2 separate regions of the Sus scrofa genome follow, and region 2 is linked to region 1. Evidence: chromatin contacts called from public targeted proximity ligation data. All regions are on one chromosome and are shown on one strand. The core of a region is the stretch at or near the end of the contact, and the rest is flanking DNA. Distances in the headings are between cores, read along the strand shown.

Region 1 (5,302 bases), core at 2,433-4,932:
GGCGCCGCCGCTTCAACTCGGCCGAGCCCCGGGCCCGCCCAGCCCCATGGCCGGGGCCGCGAGCTGCGCGCGGGGGCGCGGCTGGGGGGCGCCGCGGGCCGGCCGGGGCCGGGGCCGCCGCCTCCTCTCGCGGCAGCCGGGGCCGGAGCGCGGCGGCGGCGGCGGCGGCCGCGGCGCGGACCCCGCCCGCCCGCGGGGAGCGGTCGTGCTGCAGCTCGCCTGAGCGGTGGGCGCCCTCTCGGTGTGCAACTCGCCGCCGCCGCCGCCCGTCTGGGAGGAGGAGACGTGAAGCTGGGAGAACCGCCGCCGCCGCTGCCTTGGCGCTACGGGGCCCGCGGCGCCCCTAGCGGCGGCGACGAGCAGTGCACCGCCGGGCGGAAGCGGGAGGGCGGGCGAGGAAATTCGCGGCGGGCGGGCGCTTCGCCGGGAAACGGACCCGCGACGGCAGTTGGGGCGTCACGCCTCGCTGGGGTTAAAAAAAGACAAATCCGACCGAAAAGGAACTTCCTTCTACAGCTTCCTCTCGGCCTTTCTTTCAGTTTTTGCCCCGCCTCCTTTCTCCCTCTCCCCCCTTCTCCCCCTCCCCCTCCAGAGATATATTTTTTTTCCCTCTTGGGTTTGAGAGTCACGGGTTAATAGGGTTAATCAGAATCTCCACGACGTCGTTTTCATCAGATCGAAATCCGAAAACACAGATTTCTTTTAGGTACTCTGAATTCACGAGCCTTCTAATATAAAGCAAGGAGGAGGCAGGGAAGAGGAAGGGATTAGAACGTGTGCAGAACCCAGGCACTGTACTGCTACAGGCGTTTTCTCCGGTTTATACTTTAATTCCTGTCAGCCAGGATAAAAGAGTACAGAAGGCATTCAAATAATACTTTCCCTTCTAAAATGTGGCCGTCCATACGGAAAACTGAAAAGCCAAAAAAATAAGAAGTCTCCTTAGATGCATGTTTAAGAATGTGTACGTTACACATTGTTACATTATACGTTATGTTACTACTTGGTTACGTAATATTCATATTTTCAGCCTGAGTTATAACCCGAAAGATTCCCTCGCAGTAATCTTTGAAAGGCTGCAACTGAAGAGATTCTCGTTCCCAGTTCACTCATTGATGGATGCATTCATCCGTACAAAAATATGTTTAATCACCGAAAATGTCAGTTATTGTCCAGACCCGGTGATTGATTTAAAACACACACACACACACAAACCACAAAAAGTCTGACCTCAATAATTTTACGATCTAGTGAGAAAAATATACCTAAATCAGTCATCAAAAAACAAAACCTAGGCGTTCCTGTGGTGGGTGACTCAGCAGAAACAAATCTGACTAGTATCAATGAGGACACAGGTTTGATCCCTGGCCTTCCTCAGTGGGTTAAGGATCCTGCGTTGCTGTAAGCCGTGGTGGAGGTCGCAGATGCGGCTGGGATCTGGTGTTGCTGTGTCTGTGGCATAGGCCAGCAGCTACAGAGCCTAGTCCACCCCTAGCATGGAAGCAGCCCTAAAAAGACCAAAACAAAACAAAAAAAGCCCCACAAAAAAACCCACCAAAAAACAAAACCTAGCATGTGTGTTTCCTTAGAATGAAGAAGCAAGTTGTCTGGAACTCAGAAGAGGAAGGAATTAATTGAAGTTAATCAGTGTTCTGAATTTCAAAGAATGAATGGGATTTGGAACAGAGTCAGGGGTTGGTGGAGGGAAGGTGCTCCAGGTGGGAGAAATGAAGGGAAAGACCCAGGGGCAGAGTTTAGGAGTTTAGGGTTCTCGGGTTTGGTAGTGGAGAAAACTGGTTCGCCCTCAGGACAAGGGGATAAGGCAGTGGACAGGGTTACAGGGGACTCTGGGGTTTGTTACTTGGACAGCAAGATGGATGTTAATTCTGTTGACTGCCTTGGAAGCAGGAGGAGGGTAGGTTGGGAACGGAGGAGATAATGAGACTTTATTTGAACTCTGAGACATCCAGGAGAATAAGGAGAATCAGGGCAAAGAGTAAGGACCAAAAACTTGCCTTTGGGAATTAGAGTATTCCCTGATGGCTAAAGCCCCAGGAGTGGATAAAAATGAATTACTCTGAAGAATATCTAATGAGTAGATGAGGAAGAGAAGCTTGTGAAGGCACTTTAGAACAAACAGAGAGAAGAGATCAAGGAAGATAAATGCTCTGGAAGTCAAGAAAGAGGGTTTTGTTTTTTGTTTGTATGTATGTATGTATTTACTGCACTGCACCTGCAGCATATGGAAGTTCCTGGGCCAGGAATGGAACCCTTGCCACAGCAGCAATCCCCTGCAGCGAGAATGCCAAATCCTCCACCTGCTGCACCACAAGAGAATTCCAAAAAAGAGTTTTTATCATTTAACATTCATACTTAAGACCTACTGTGTGCCAAGCACTGCACTGGGGACCAGAGATACTAATGAGCAAGACATACAGGGGCTTATAATATATCTGCAGACAGATCAATTAGAGAGAAAGAGGGAGTGGGGAGGAGACTGGAGGAGGGGAGTCTGCATTGTTGCAGAGAAATCCTGGAGGATTTGGACTGAAAAGAAGCTCTTAAATTGACGTTCTAGAAGGTTATCGGTGGTTTTGGCAAGAGAAGCCTCCACAAAAGATGGTGGCAAAGTAAGATTAAAATGCTTATGTAAGCAAATAGGGAGTGTGTGTAGGGGGTGTCCCTGGAGAAAGAGAGCCAGGCATGTTTTTTTTCTGACATAAGAGAAGCCATTTTTGGCCTAAGCAATTTTGGGATCTAAATGTTGGCTACAGTGCTTGCCTTTGAATAGGTCTCAGTAATGAATGATCTTAAGGGAAGTGAGGGATGTAGAACAGAGAAAATGCAGGCAGGAAACAATAGTTCAGCAATAAAGCAGAGTCTTAGTTCCTCCTCAAGGAATACATAGTGCAATCTGTTGCACGTCTTTGATTTCTGCAGGAATTAAGGCACCCCACCCCCAGGCGGAGGATGGAATGATGAGTTGACCCTGCTGACTTCAACTAAAGCCTGGACTCTGTCCACCTCTGCCCCCATTCTATGCTGAATTCTACCTTGTTCAAAACCCTTCGCGAATATGCATATACCCTTAGCTTAAAACTTCCCCAACTTTGCTGTTCAGGGAGACTTTGCTTTGGGAGAGATCCCTGGTGTTCTTACTTGCTGCAAGTAACACATCCTTCCTTCTCCCGCTCTTTGGCTTGTTTGTGTCTTTTGGCTCAGCGCCTAACCAGAGGGGACTCCGTTTTCAGGTCACAGTCTGAGAAGTGAATGGAAGTTAGTAACGAGGAATGGGTGACTAAAAATAATTTTTTCAGATTATTGTCAGTAAATGAAGAGAGAGGACAGTTGCTAAAGGAGGCGGGTTCAAGCTTTTTCCAGTGACACTCAGGAACTATCTGAGATTTATCCAGAGCCTAGAATGTGCCACGGGCCATCCCAGGCCCTAGAGATCTGAGATGCAATCTCTCTTCTGTATCTTATGATCTGTTGGAGGACACAATAAGTAAGCAGGAAGTCCTGGTACAATGTAACACTGAAGTCTATCTATATATGATGGTGGGTGAATAGAGGCTGCTGTGCGAATACAGTACATCCAACTAGCATAAGTAGGGCTGTGGAAGACTTTCTGGGGTAAGTGACATTTGAGCTGTGTTTGAATGGTGAGTGTGGGGGTGGGCAGCAGTTTCCAGGAAGAAGGTTCTGCATCTGCAAAGGCTCAGAGGAAGAGTGACCACGTCGTGGGAGGAACTGAAAGTGGTTCAGTCTGGCTGCAGCTTAGAGTGGGGGTGGTGACAGAGATGTAATAGGGAGCCACTGAAGTTCTAAAACAGAGGCATGATATACTCAGATTTGAAGTGCATAAAGGCTTCCAGCTTCAGTAAAACCAAAGGAAGGGAGAGAGTCTAGTATTCCTTTTTAGACTTTTGTTTGATTATTAAACACCATGTATGAATCAAAGTCCAGGCAAGAAACAGATGTCATACTCAAAGTGTTTAAATGAGGAAATTTTAATGAAAGGACTCTTGACAGAACTGAGGGCAAAGGAAGGAACCCACAGTCTGGTGGGGAGTTGAAAGGAGGTGGAACAAATATCCTGACCTCTCTCACCTCCTGCTTTTTGATCTCCTGTTGGTACCTCCCATGATCCCAGTACCAGAGGAAGTCAGAGGGCAAAGGTACCTGGAAGATGCAGGTCATAGAGGATGGACTCTTGGGGCACAGAGTAAGGCACAGAAGGGTAGAGAGCAGATGGAGCTTAGGAGGCAGGAAGCTACCAGCACACCCCTGGTTCAGGCAAGATTCACTGTAGGAACCTGAGGCAAAGGGTTATCAGTCAGGACATCCAGTGCTACTGAAATCCTGGGAAGAGCTGGTAGAGCAGAAGTCAACAGACTGTTGAATTCAAGACATCATCTGTGATAAACATGACCAGATGCTGGTAATATCTGGTCCTTATCTGGTCCTTCTTTACTTCTCTGGCATATGGGAGTTTGCATTACTGATCCCCTTGCAGTTCAACAGGGCCATGTGACTAGCTCTAGCCAATAAAATGTGAGAAGAGGTAATATATCATTTCCAGGATAAGACACTGACAAGCCCTCGAGGAGTTCTCTAGACTTTCTCTTCCCTGCTGCAAGCGTCGTGGAGGGCACCTCGTCTTAAGTTGTAGTAGCCACAAGATTGAGGCAGTCCAACTCACTGAGTCAACATCTGGAGAATAACTGCTCACATCTGCAATAAATGTTTCCTCCAAGTTTTACTGAGATATAATGGACATACAGCATTGTATTAGTCCAAGATGTATGACAATGATTTGAAATGGGTATACATTGTGAAATGATTACCATGATAAGTTTTGTTAACATCAATCACATAGTTACAAATTGTGTGTGTGCGATGAGAAATTTTAGGATCTGCTTTCTTAGCAATTTTCAAATATACAATACAGTATTATTAACTCTAGTCGCCATATTGTACAATACATCCTAGAACTTATTTATCGTTTAAGTGGAAGTTTGTACCTTTCAAGCATCCATTTTACCCATTCTTCTATCCCCCGCCTCTGTCAACTATCAATTTATTCTAATTATTTATGAGGTTTTTTTTTTTTTAGGTTCCACATATAAATGAGATCATACAGTATTTGTCTGTCTGATTTATTTCACTTAGCATAACACCCTCAATGTCTGTCCATGTTGTTGTAAATGGTAAAATGTTATTCTTGCGTGTGCGTGTGTGTGTGTGTGTGTGTGTGTGTGTATGGCAGAGGTACTTCCTCATTCCCCCACCCCCTAACCAG
Region 2 (5,187 bases), core at 737-3,236, 520 kb after region 1:
CTTTGTCTTTTTAGAGCTGTACCCGTGGCATATGGAGGTTCTCAGGCTAGGGGTCAAATTGGAGCTGTAGCTGCTGGCCTGCACCACAACCACAGCAACACTGGATCCTTAACCCACTGAGCAAGGCCAGGGATCGAACCTGCGTCCTCGCAGATGCTAGTCAGATTCGCTGTCGCTGAGCCATGACGGGAACTCCTGGTTGTACTGTTTGCCCTAGCTATCCCATGTAGGAATCCTGCCTGTAGAAATACCTGCACACAATTGAAAAGATGTTTGGTAAGGATGGTGATTACAACAGTATTGCAGCAGATATAGAAAAAGCTCACTCTCAGGGGATGGTTACATTGTTATGTTATCCACAGACACTGACATAACATTAAAATAAAAAGGAGATCTGTATGTGTTGACACAATATTTGTGATATATTGTTAACTGACAAAACTATGTTGACAAAAAGTCTGTATAACAGAGACACATTACCTAAAATAATAATTGTAAAGGAAAAGGAAAAAAAAATTTCTGCAAGAGTCATAACCAGATTCTTAGCTCCTGTATAGGCAGATGGGGAGACAGGTGTGGACAGACGACTTTTATGTGTTACTATATTGTTTCAGTTGACAAAACATGGGGCTTTTCCAAATGTTTTAGACAGCAAATACATTTCTAAAAATAGGTGATAGATGCTAGGGCAGAGTTATGTCCAGAGTCCTGTGGGGACACAAAGAACCCAGACTGGAGGTGGGAGAAGGTGAGAGAAGGCTCTGGATGGGGACCAGCCTGGCCAAGTTCGTGATGTACATGGTCAGGCACATGCATGGAACAGAGAACCAGAGCTTCCTGCTCTCAGCCTTCTGGAGCTTTCCAGGTGGCGGCAGTGGAGTTGGCCCTTCATGATGTTAATAGCTCAGGTCATCCTGAGCTCTTTCTCCTCCCTCAGCCTCCCCGGTGCATCAGCTACTGAGAAATACTTCGCATCTGTCCACCTCTTCTCTAGCTCTGCTGCTGCTTGGTTCAGACCTCTCATTTCTTCCCTGGATAATGGAGAAACCTCTCCTAGTGGCTCTCCTGGCCCCTGTCTGTATGCCACCTCCTCCTACCCTAGTCTCTCCTGCACTTTGCTGAGATCTTCTAAAAAGGCAGGTTTGACCCCGCTGTCTTTCTTCAACTTGCCCCTTGATCCTTCACAGATTCTGGGATCTCACGCTCATAAAGCAGCCTGCCTGCCCACGCCACCCCCCTTCCTCCCACGACAACTCTTAGGCATTGTTATCTGGAATTTTTTTCTTACAGATGCCACTCTTCTTATCAAACAAAGGATGGATGATGATGTAGAGAAGGAAAAATCCCTGCTGGGGATTTAGTAGTTGATTGTCAGCCTGTTACTTTGCAAATAATCTAACTCGCTGCTCCTCTTTCTGAGAGTAAATGTCCGTATTCCATATTATTTGAGGTGAAATTTTCGAAATTAAGGCATTTCAAGGCAAATAGTCTTTTCTTCTTCTTCCTTTTTTTTTTTTTTTTTTTTTTTTTTTACTGCCCTTGGGGATGTTTCCTTTTATAAATATTCCTGATGGATGTTTCTAACAGTAGATTGGTCTCCACACAGAGGACTTAAGAATCTGGCATTAATTTGTGTACTTGTCTATTTCAAATCCGGATGCACTTTACCTTAATACAATACACACTGTTCTAAAAATGCTGCATTGACCAAACAGCCTTTATTTGCTTTGGCTAAACTTGGAGTTAATGGATGGACTTGATGTACCATAAGATAGAAATAACCCTGAGCGATAGACCTGAGAGATTCACTTTAGGACATACTACATACTATCCTCCCGTCTCTTCCACGATTTATATTTTTATGGTATTTTTCTATGATAGAGTAGTAATCAGTAATCCCTTTGAGTCAATAAGAGGCGATGGTTTCAGCTTGTTTATTTTCAGAAATGTTTGTACGGTACACGCATTGCAGAAGCGAATATACTGTCGTCTGGCTCCCTCTGGTGGACAGTTATATGAAAAAATCAAACTACATAAGAGTCTTGTGGGGAGGGCACAGCTTGTGAATAGTTCTGGTGTTTTAGTATTTGTGTTAAAGTAAATGAGAGCAACAGCACATGTGTAGCCATGCTAATACTGCTGCTATTTATCTTTTTATAAATAGTGACACTGCTGGGACCACAGTGAAAAAAAAAAAAATTAGAGGCTGACTCCACCCTGTAACTTTAAAACAGTGCCAAGTCAGGACAAGGCTCATACTAAAATTCAACAATGCGGTTAATTCATGAGCCCAAATATTACTCCACGGATTATTCTGGAGTCTTCCAGTAGCTGGACTCTTCACTCAATAATGCATATTTTCAGAAATTTAGCAAATGATTATTTTTATCCTGAATCAGTTTTTTTTTGTCTTTTTGCCATTTCTTGGGCTGCTCCCGCAGCATATGGAGATTCCCAGGCTAGGGGTCGAATCGGAGCTGTAGCCACCGGCCTACGCCAGAGCCACAGCAACGCAGGATCCCAGCCGCGTCTGCAACCTACACCACAGCTCACGGCAACGCTGGATCGTTAACCCACTAAGCAAGGGCAGGGATCGAACCCGCAACCTCATGGTTCCTAGTCGGATTCGTTAACCACTGCGCCACAAAGGGAACTCCTGAATCAGTTTATTTTGATAAATTTAGTATTTGTTCATACATCATCTCCTGAATTTACACACTCACTAAAGATGTGCTGTCTTTATTATGGAAATGAATTGATATCAGGTGTTATCTTGGTGGTGGTTTCTCGCTCTTCAACCAGGAAGAAGTTGCATGAAGGCTTCCAATTAAATTTCTTTTGTATATAATCATTGTATTTTATATGTTAATAAAAGTTTACATTTATTATGTCCATCAACAGAGGAATGGATAAAGAAGTGAAAAAATGATACAAATGAACTTATTTACAAAGCAGAAACATACTCACAGACTTTGAAAACAAATTTATGCTTTCCAACGGGGAAGGGTGGAGGGGAGAGGGAAGTACTGGGGGGGCTGGGACTGACACATGCACACTTTTGTGTATGGGATGGGTGATCCACAGGAACCTGCTGTGTAGCACAGAGAAATCTAGAGAGTGTTCTGTGACGACCTCTATGGGAACGGATGTGTGTGTATGTGTGGCTGAATCACCTTGCTGTGCAGCATAAATTAGCCCAACATGGTAAATCAACTCTACTGCGATGGGATTCTTTTTTAAAGTTCACATCTATTGAGTTAAGCATTTGTTGATGGGCGTTATCGCATTTACTTTTCCCAGTAACTCCGAGAGGCAGGTGAGTGGTTGTTACCATCCATAAGGCCGGTAAGGGGTGGCCTCGCTCAGCCAGGTGTCCTTACCTCAGAGCTCGGAGTCTGTCACCCCAGTGATAAGCTGCCTCCTCCAGTAGGTGATAAATAAGCATATGTGTGGGTAATCACCGAGTGAGACCCCTGCACAGCCCCTGCACAGCCCCGGAACCTTGGCGGTTCCGTCTTTGAACTAAGGAATTCAAAGATTACCTTAACCCAGAGAGAGATGTTTACCTTTTTTTTCCTTTTCTTTGCTTTTTTTTCTTCTCATTTTGAATAGGCCTTGTAGTAGAACCTCTTTCCATTTTCTTTAATTAGGACAACTTATATCTATTATCATAGCAACGAGTTGCGTGAGAAAAATACATTTTAGCTCATTGACTTCCTCACCCAGGACTTGGAAAGAGATGGTGTGAGGTCTACGCGTGGAAGGAAGGGTAGAGTTACGGGGCACTGATGCCGAAGGTCCAGCAGGGCACGTGGGCGTTAGGTATGGGAATTTTCATGAAGAGGTTTTGAAACAGATACAGATTATCTACGGTAATTTAGGAAGTTTCTTTTTCTGAAAATACCCAGAAAATATTTTAAGGTTGGCAGTTTTAAAGAATAGCTACTACCATTTAAATACTTTACGTGTATTGTCTTTTAACGTCTTATAATAATCTAGTGAGTATGACTAATCCAACGTTATTATAGGCAGTATCCAGACGAAAAAACTAAAACCCAAAGAAGGGGTTTGCCTGAGGTTATATGGCTCATAAATGATAAAGTTAGGAGCAGAACTCACATGGTCTGACTTGAGAGCCCACCCTTAAAATCACTTCACTACATTGCAGTGCTGTCCAGTAGATCCTTCCATGACGGTGGCGGTGTCTGCTCTCCATGTGGTCCAGTGCACTGGCTACTCGCCGCATGGGCTGCTGAGCACCTGCAGTGTGGCAAGTACGACTAAGAAACTTAATGTTTTGTTTTGTTTTCTTTTTAGGGCCGCACCTGCAGCATAGGGAAGTTCCTGGGCTAGGGGTCAAATCAGAGCAGCAGTTTCAGGCCTCCTCCACAGCCACAGCCACGCCAGCTCTGAGCCCCATCTGCAGCCTACACCGTAGCTCATTCGGGAACGCCAGGTCTTAAGCCACCGAGTGAAGCCAGGGGTCAAACTCGCATCCTCATGATCACTGCGGAGCCACAGTGGGAAAGCAGGAACTTAATTTTTTTTTTCAGATTTTTAATTAATTTAAGTTTAAATAGCCTCTGTGTGGCTAGTGGTTATTACTTTGGACAGCACAGTCTTAACAGGGCCTTTCAGATTATGTAGACATGGAGACATGATGGCCTTTTAGGATTGCCCTAACTCCTTGCTTTTTACTGTTAAAGAAATTGCCAGCCAATGTAGCAGTTTGCTTAGAGCCATGAAGTGAGAGAAAGGGACCCAATTATCAGGCAGGTGTTTACACTTCCCAGCGCTCTTCCTATTCTGCGCTTAGCGGCATTTGCAACATTGCATTTCTGCCGCCGTTGGTAATATGAGATCGTAAACCTCCTATTTTAGAAAAATGTTTTCCTTTGTGAAATACATATCCAATTAACCCTTTCCTCTTTTTTCAGGTGATAGAAACATTATCACGACTTTCCCGCACACCGATAGCGTTGGCCACGGGAATCAGGTACGCTCGTTGCTCTGTGGTTCGGGTGTACTGGTCAGTTCGGTGAAATGATTACGTATCGAATGGTTACTATTGTGATGAACTTTGCCAAGTCCTTTGCACAGGGGACCACATCTCATGCATGCCAAGTGCCTCGTTTATAAGTGCCCAATACGTATTCGAGACGGATTGAGCAAATTAGAACTTACAGA

The links.
Region 2: a contact with region 1 is called in a targeted proximity ligation map of alveolar macrophages. A contact is called at or near these places in 1 of 47 Hi-C or Micro-C datasets (fetal skeletal muscle) and 1 of 2 datasets of targeted methods (alveolar macrophages).

The regions. Positions count from the first base shown.
Region 1 is chr4:111,467,204-111,472,505 of Sscrofa11.1, forward strand. FAM102B (protein FAM102B) reads right to left here and starts at 27. Exons shown (of 11, transcript XM_021090109.1): 1 at 1-27.
Region 2 is chr4:111,986,900-111,992,086 of Sscrofa11.1, forward strand. VAV3 (guanine nucleotide exchange factor VAV3) reads left to right here. Exons shown (of 28, transcript XM_021090110.1): 3 at 4,938-4,996. Among named protein-coding and RNA genes, the nearest start is that of VAV3, 160 kb to the left of the region's middle.